Regions from separate parts of the Sus scrofa genome. Here region 2 is linked to region 1. Evidence: chromatin contacts called from public promoter capture Hi-C data. All regions are on one chromosome and are shown on one strand. The core of a region is the stretch at or near the end of the contact, and the rest is flanking DNA. Distances in the headings are between cores, read along the strand shown.

Region 1 (4,003 bases), core at 1,097-3,596:
CCCGCCGCATATGGAGGTTCCCAGGCTAAGGGTCTAATCAGAGCTATTGATGCCAGCCACAGCCACAGCCACAGCAACTCCAGATCCGAGCCGCATCTTCGACCTACACCACAGCTCACGGGCATCGCCGGATCCTTAACCCACTGAGCGAGGTCAGGGATCAAACCCTCAACCTCATAGTTCCTAGTCGGATCCGTTTCCGCTGCGCCACGATGGGAACTCCTTTGGCCTTTTTTCAATCTCTGGCATACCATGGCTATCCACGGCACTCTACAGGCTGCAGGGCTCACCCACGCTTATCAGCTGGCAATATACATGGACCAGGAACAACGAGGCAGAGTTGAGAAGGCGCCTTTCGGCCCTCAGCTGGCTCTCTGTTGGGCCCAGCTGTCCCCACTTGACAGAGTGGGCTCAGAGGAGTGACAGGACTGTTTCAGTGTCACTCAGAGCCTCCGACGGCAGAGCCGGAACCTGGCCCCAGGGAGCAGACAGAGATTTTGAAATCAAATGGGAAAACAGACCTTTACTGATTACGAATCAATGAGGGCTTGAGGGCGAAAGGCATGATGGGGTTCGCCCACGGGAGGGCCCCCAGCACGGGCCTGGGCACCAAGCAGGAAAAAGCCGTGCCCTCCATCCATCTCCCCCTCGCCAGCCTCCACCCTGGCCTACAGGTCAGAGGTTGAAAAAAGAACAAAGGCCAGAGCAGCTACCCCCAGGCTCCTGGAGGGGTGGCTGGGGCTCGGCCAGGCCGAGGAGGATGGGGCCTTGGAACCTTATGCCCCCTACACCCTGGCAGCAATGCACACATGTATAGCCACGCACGCAGATATGCTTAGCATCTGCCACCCGTACAGGCCCGAACATGGTCACCAGCCCACGGTCCGCTCCGACTGCCTGGGCCCTGAGCTCCACGCACAAGGCTTTCTCTGTCAGGATCTAGAGCTTCGGGAGGCTTCTGACCCCAACCTTTCAGGCGCCAACTCATGGCAGAAGGTCCTGGTACCAGGGACACGGACCCTCCTGGGATGGGACCCAATTTCTTTTGCTTCCTACAGTTCCACCCGTTAGGGATTCATCCCCTGGAATCTCGAAGACCTTCTTCTTGGTACCCAGTGGGACCGACCTAGGATTCTGGATGGTCAAGGCCAGTGTATCCTGGCCCTGAGTCCTACTGTCTAGGTGGGGAACGGTGGGAAAAGGGGCTGATGAGGAGTCACGTCCTGAGAGCTGCTCTGCCAGATGTCCCCCTGGACAGGCCACATTCCTCCTTGACCATGACATGTCTAGACATGGCTGGAAAGGGGAAGTTGGGGTCTACAGGGGCCACCCTGTTCCTGGGATGACTGGGCCTTCCCAAAGAGGCCCACCCAGCCTGACTGGCAAAATTCTCCCACATGCAGCGGCCAGCCCAGGAGAGGTGAGTCACCGCCCCTCACGGCCATTTACAGCAGCTTTTGGGAAAGCCACAGACCTTGAGGCCCTGCCCAAGCTTTGCTGCCCAGCCTCTAGCCTCTGATGGCACATCCCTGCCAGCCTCCGGGGAACCCGCCCTACCTCTGGCATCCAGCAAGCATCCAGCATGAGGAACCTGGTCTGGGGGCACCCAGAACCGAGAGGAGGAACCTCAGAGCATCAGGGAAGACCCTCACCTGGGGCATCAAGCTCTTTCTGCCATGACACACCCACCTCCGAGAGCCCCTTCCTCCCACACAGATGTGCTCCAGCCCAGCCCTGGTCCACGGCCCGGCGTGCGGCTTCTCCATGCTGGGAAGTGGCCTCGTTACTCCCCATCAGGCCCCGGCTCGTCCATCCCACATCTGGGTCCCCGGCCGGGAGGTCAAAGGTCAGCGAGAGCAGGGGGGAATGCTAAGACCCCGCGGGTGGAGCAGGACACGGTGCCCACGACCAGGCCCCACCGAGCGCCAGACTCCGCCCCGCCCGCGGTGGGCGGCCTTACCGTGGCATCCTCCGCGCCGTGGTGACCGATGAGGCGGCTGCCCCCCGGATGCCGCTGTGCCCAGCGGCTGATGTCGTAGACGCGACGCTCGATGACCAGCCACTTGTCGCCCGGCAGGTTGTGCGGGCGGATCTGCTCCCAGCGGAAGGTGGGCAGCGGCGCCCCCAGCTGCGCGGGTCTCCCGCCGGGCTCCCCGACGCCGCCCATGGCTGCGTGCAAAAGTCCTGGCGATCCCGGGACCCCGCCGAGGCCCAAGCGAGACCCCGAGGGGAGCGAGGTCGCGTTCCGGGACTTCCTCCGCCGCCACCCGCTGCTCCGCGGCCCCGCCCTGCCGCTGCGGCCGCCGTACGAGCGTGCGCCTGCCCGGCTCTCCGCGGGCAACTTTTCCTGCCCTTATAACCGCGCTGACAGCGCTCGCCTCGCCCCCTCCCCGCGCCCCGGCCCCCGCGCCGCCGCCGCCGCCGCCGGCCGCGCGCCTGCCCCAATCCCCGCGCAGCGACTCGACCCCCATTGGCTGCGCCGCGTTCCGGCGGGGCGGGCGGGGAGGGCGGCGTCGAGGCGGGCGCTCCCCGCCCGCGAGGCACCGCGGCCACCACGCCCCGGCCGGTGGGGGGCACGGTCCGCAACCCGGCTCGCGCCCGGCGGGGCGGGGCGGGGTCAGAAGGATGAAAAGCCCACGCCGCTGTGCCGGTGCCGGCCGCGCCCGCCCGCTGCGGGCCCAGAGTCTGCAAATGATGGGCGTGCCGCCGCGCCTCCGACAACGTTACATTCTGAGCGCACGGGGGAGGTGGGGACACTACCTCGGGGTGACCGTCACCAGCTCTCAGACCATGCGTCCCCAGCATCGGCACAGCGAGCTTGCCCCGTCGGGGCTGAGGTTATTGGCCTGACCGCCCCCACCCCCGGGGGACTGTGTGGAGGTCGGTGGTCTTCCTGCGGTCAGGACTGCAGGGCTGAGGATGAGGCGGGGTGGCCCGTGGGGCGAAAGGGGAGCAGGGGCAGGGGAGTGGGGTGCCGCCGTTCACCAGATGACGATGCTGGGCTGGCTGGCTTGCTCCTGATAGTACCCTCCCCTATTTTGTCCTAAAATCCTTTTGAGAGTGTCGGTTGCTCCCCTACCCTTGTTTTTGAGACAAAGATACCTGTTCCTAAAAATTAAGAATTCACAGCCAACATGGAATGAAATCAGGCTATGGTTATGCTACAGGGCAGCAGGTGTCAAGCTGGATTGAACATCAGAATCAAGACTTTAGGGCCTGTGAGGACACAGACTACTAGACTCACGCCCAGATGGCACTCAGCCAGCAGGTTTGCTTTGGGGGGCATGAAGAATGGCGTTTTGTTTTTGTTTTGTTTTTTCCTGCACCCAGTGTCATGTGGAAGTTCCCAGGCCAGGGATAGTACTTGAGCCACGGCAGTGACAATGCCAGATCCTTTTGTCCCTAGGCCACCAGGGTACTCCAAGATTGCATTCTGGCAAGTTCCCAGGTGATGCTGATGGGGTGAGGCGGATGTGCCGGCCTGGGGAACACAATTTGAGAAACCTAAGTATCGTTTTCTGATGTGCTAACATTTGTATCTTGGTTTAACAACTTGCAGGACATCATTGTCACTAACATTCATGGGACAGGTGGGCTGGGGACCAAAGAACTGAGGGGGGCCTCTGGGTTCTCCTTGGTACCAGGAGTACCTGCATCCAATTGCCAGGACAACAAATAAGGCCTTGTCATCACAACTGTGGGCTGCCTGAGCCCCCTCCCTGAGCATGTGGGAGGGGGTAGAGGAGTGTGGCTGAGGTGACCACAGAGGCCCTGCCCTCACCCCATCTTCAGCAGCCCTCAGTGGTCAGCTGCTGACCTTTGACCCCTTCCCTGGGCCCTGGCCAGATCTCAGTTCACGGGAGATGGCGGGGAATTGGGGGGGTTAGAACCTCCACCTGCCCCAGCTGCCCCCAGAGAGATGAGGAAGATGAAGCCCCCCCACCCCCACCCCCCGGATCCCCTGGGAGGTAAAGCAAGGACAGGGCTCAGGAGCCGGCCACTG
Region 2 (4,003 bases), core at 523-3,022, 73 kb after region 1:
TAGGCTTCCTTTCTCAAAGCCCAGCAAGAAGGGGTCTGGGTCTAAGGAGATCAGAGCAGGCTGCGTTGCTGCATCGAACTAAACAGTCATTAGTTCTCACTCCTAAGGGCAAAAATGAAAAATGTTCACAAGGAGCATTTAGAATATCACAGGACTTGCCACCACCATGGAACATCCTCAGGATCTGTGTTAGAGCAAAGTTCTTTTTTCTTTTTTGGCCGCCTCTGGTCTGAGGAAGTTCCCGGGCCAGAGATCAGATGGGAGCCACAGCTGTGACCCTCATGAGAGTTGTGGCAGTGCTGGATCCCTAAAACCACTGTGCCAGGCCAGGGATGGAACCTAAGTCCCAACGCTCCAGACACACCGCCAACCCCATCGCGCCACAGCAGGAACTCCAAAGTTAAATTCTTACAGCCAGTGTCACATCTGGTCGAAGAGAGGAAAGTGGAGTATTTACTCCGCACTATTAGTGCTTCCTCCTTCTCCCTCCTTGATTAATCCATGTTAAAACATGAACTTGCCAGCTTACAGCCAGACCGATGCATTTCTAAAAGTACCCCACTAGGGAAGTAGACGGCTGTGGGCAACAATGTATATAAAGGCATAACAGTAGAAAGCAAAACTGGGTTCTTTTAGACCCTTGCTGGGTGTTCCTGAAATGGAAGGGCAGTCATAGAAATCCAGGCCAGTTCCAAACCCATCTGGTACCTGCCTATTCTTGGATGGTTTACGTAATGGTCAGACAATTCTACAACTCCTACCACACCGCCTAAAACCAGGAATTTGGAAAACTGACCCCTCTATGGAAAAAATGCCGGCCCTGTAACTGTGGATGGACTTTATCCAAGAACGAAGGGTTCGATTAGGCCCCAACCTTTAGACAAAAAGAATAAAGGAGGAGGTAGTCAGGCGCAAGGACGGGTGACTAAGACAACTGTGGCGGAAGGAGAGATTTCTAGAGATGTGCTTCAATTCAAGTGGGACTTGGCGATAAGCAGAGCAAACGGGTGGAGACGGCTGTTCGGGTGGTCAGCCCACTGGAGATAAAGCACTTCACACCAGCCCCCAGGGCTGCTATTCGACACCATTACCCAGCAGGCTCCGCCGTATTCTGGGGGATGGGAGCAGGACCTCTTCGCCTCCGCCCAGGATCACGTGATCGGATGCAGAGGACGGAATGGAAATGCGAAAATCCACCTTCCTAACTGCAGGATGGTACTGGCAGCAAGCGCGGCAAGGAAAAAAAAGGGGGAGGGGGGAGGGGGGTGGGCGGGCAGAGGCAGTCGGCCTACAAAGGGGCACTCCCAGGGGTCAGTCGGAAAGGGCCGACTCCTCGGAATTTCTGCGAAGTCCTGGGGGACCCGGAGCAGCCTCCATTTTCCAGAACCGCGCAGAGGCGGGAGGCGGGAGGCCCCGCCCGCTAGCCACACCCCGCCCCGCCGCCTCCGAGGCCGAGCCCGCCCCCCGCCGGCCAAGCCTGCGCTTACCATGGACAGGTAGACGTAGGAGGCATAGAGCTCCAGGTTGATCTGGCGGTTGATGGCCGCCTCCGAGTCCTGGTGGTAGTTCTGGCGCACCTGCGAGGAGCACGAGGTCGTCATGGCGGGAGGCTGAGGAGCGGTGGTGGCGGCAGCGGCGCGGGAGCGGTGGCGGTGGCCTTGGGGCGGTCCGAGGGCGCTGTGAAGAGGTGGCGAGGGCTGGCTCTGAGCGGCCGGCCGGGGCGGGTGACGAGCGCCGGGTTCCGTCCAAGCACTGTTGAAGCAGGAAACCGCAGCGACTCTCCGCGAAGACTGTGGCGCAGGTAGCGCTGGCCCGGCTCTTATATCGGCATCGGCCGTCCGCCCCGCCGCGGCCAATCACGCCGCCTGCCCGCCGCGCGGAGCCCCGCCCCTTCCGGTGGGTGCGGGCGGGGGTGGGGGGAGGCGCACTGGGATGGTGGGGGAGGGGAGGGAAGGGGTGGGGTGGCGAAGCCTGGGAGTCTTGGAACCCCGTCCCGCGCAGACGCCTTGAGGTGCGTTTCGTGGGATGAGAGAGACGACCTGAGCAAGGGCAGGAAGTCCAGCTCGGGGCTGTGACTCTATGACTCTCGGGGCTCTGACAGCCTGGGTTTTGCAACCGACGGGAAACCTTCCCTGGGGCGTCGAGGCTCTTGCAAGAGCCCAAGCGGGCACCCCGAGACTTATGGCCAAGGTCATGTTAAAAATCAGAGCGGTAGAGCTGCAGTTGCCACACTCCGAGGTGCCTGGTAATGCAAATAGGGAACCCGGAGAGTGAACGTGGGCCCGGAGTGAGGCAGAGGTCGGGCGGGGAAAGGGCCCTCTTTCAATTCCTCAAAACCTAGGAAGGGGCCCAAAGCAGGTGGGGTCGGGCCTCCTCCAGCTCTGGTGGCCCGGTCCGGCTTTGGCCGAAAGTGTACGTGGCTCCTCGTGCAGTTGCTACAACAAAGGCTGGGCGGGTCGTGTTTCCCCGAAAGACTGCCTTCCCGAGGGAGTCGTGAGCCACCAGGGTTCTGAGAAAATCGGCCGGTAGCTTACAACTCAGAGACCAAGGGGGTTAGAAAAGGAGGAAAGAAGCTGCTTGAATCTGAAAAGGATGCTGTGAGGCCATTTTGAAATGGCCGATCAAGCCCCAGGAGCTTCAGGCTCAGGCGGTTCTACAGGGAGCCACCCCCTGGGTTGTCCTTGGAGAGAAGCTGAAGGCGCGGAACATGAAGGACAGATGCCAGAGAACGTGGAGTGGCTGGGGCACTGTGTGTGGCTTGCAGCAGTGTCCCTGGCACTGAGTGGGTGCGAATTCGTGGGTGGCAGAACTGGAGCTAGGCAGACCCAATCTGCTGCCCCCAGGGTCCACGATTCTTAATCAGGCCCTTCAACACGTGGGTAGGGGACCTACCCAAGACCCTTTTCAGGATATTCACAAATGTCCAACTGTAAGCTGTACTTCTAAAAGCTTTACAACAAAAAATTAAAGGAACTTTACTAAAATAGGAAAACAAGTTGCTGGTGGAATTACAGCGATTTCTCTTGGGTCTTTATTCATTTCAAATGTACATATGTTACTTAAGGAAAAAAAATTTTAATGGGGCTAGGGCTGCAGACAAGAAATTAAGAAGGATGATGGGTGAATACCAAGGGTGCCTTACCCAGTCTGGGATAGGAGTTCAAGGAAGGCTGCCCTAAAGAGAGTGACATTTGAGGAGTTCCCGTTTTGGTGCAATGGCTAACGAATCCGACTAGGAACCATGAGGTTGTGGGTTCAATCCTTGGCCTTGCTCAGTGGGTTAAGGATCTGGTTTTGCCATGAGCCATGGTCTAGTTTGCAAATGCGGCTCAGATCCCAAGTTGCTGTGGCTGGGGTGTAGGCTGGCGGCTGTAGCTCCGATTGGACCCCTAGCCCGGGAACCTCCACGTGCTGTACGTGTGGCCCTAAAAAGATAGACAGACAGACAGAAAGAAAATGTGTTGGCCTGAAACTACAGTCCCTATTGGAGAAGTCTGGAAGGGTAGCATGCGGCAAGATCAGGAAGGGTTGGGGGCCCAAAAAAGGGGTTTAACTTTATCCTGAACATGGAAGCTCTAAAGAATATCTAGGAGTTCTCTTGTGGCACAGCAGGTTAAGGACCTGGTGTTGTCACTGCTGTGGCGTGGGTTGGATCCCTGGCCCTGGAACTTCCACAGGCAACAGGCATGGCCAAAAGGAAAAAAGAGACAAGGAAAGAAAGGATTTCTAGCTGGAGAAATACTATGTTTTGTTTTTAGAAACCTTACACTGAATCAACAGAAAAACTTTTGGGATAAGATTATGACAGAGTCACCAGATGCAAAGTTTTCCTATGTAACAGTAACTAGAAGTTAGAAAACATAGTGAAAGAGAAAAATGGCTTTCATTTCCATTGACAACAAAAGCTTAAAGTACCCAGGGATCAAGTTAACAAGAAGTGTGTGAAGAAAACCGTGTTTATTGCTGGACAGAATAACTTGCATAAATGAAGAGACGCCATGTT

Evidence for each region. Promoter capture Hi-C pulls out the DNA fragments that hold promoters and counts their contacts.
Region 2: a contact with region 1 is called in a promoter capture Hi-C map of liver, with 4 times the contacts expected there. The contact joins the promoter of FTH1 here to the promoter of FADS3 in region 1. A contact is called at or near these places in 2 of 5 promoter capture datasets (fetal liver and liver), 5 of 47 Hi-C or Micro-C datasets (adipose tissue, embryonic fibroblasts, fetal liver and 2 more) and 1 of 2 datasets of contacts at active chromatin or transcription factors (skeletal muscle).

The regions. Positions count from the first base shown.
Region 1 is chr2:9,606,015-9,610,017 of Sscrofa11.1, reverse strand. It overlaps FADS3 (fatty acid desaturase 3), which reads right to left and starts at 2,346. Exons shown (of 12, transcript NM_001206434.1): 1 at 1,961-2,346. The coding sequence starts at 2,167.
Region 2 is chr2:9,532,939-9,536,941 of Sscrofa11.1, reverse strand. FTH1 (ferritin heavy chain 1) reads right to left here and starts at 1,772. Exons shown (of 5, transcript NM_213975.1): 1 at 1,694-1,772; 2 at 1,488-1,626. The coding sequence starts at 1,601.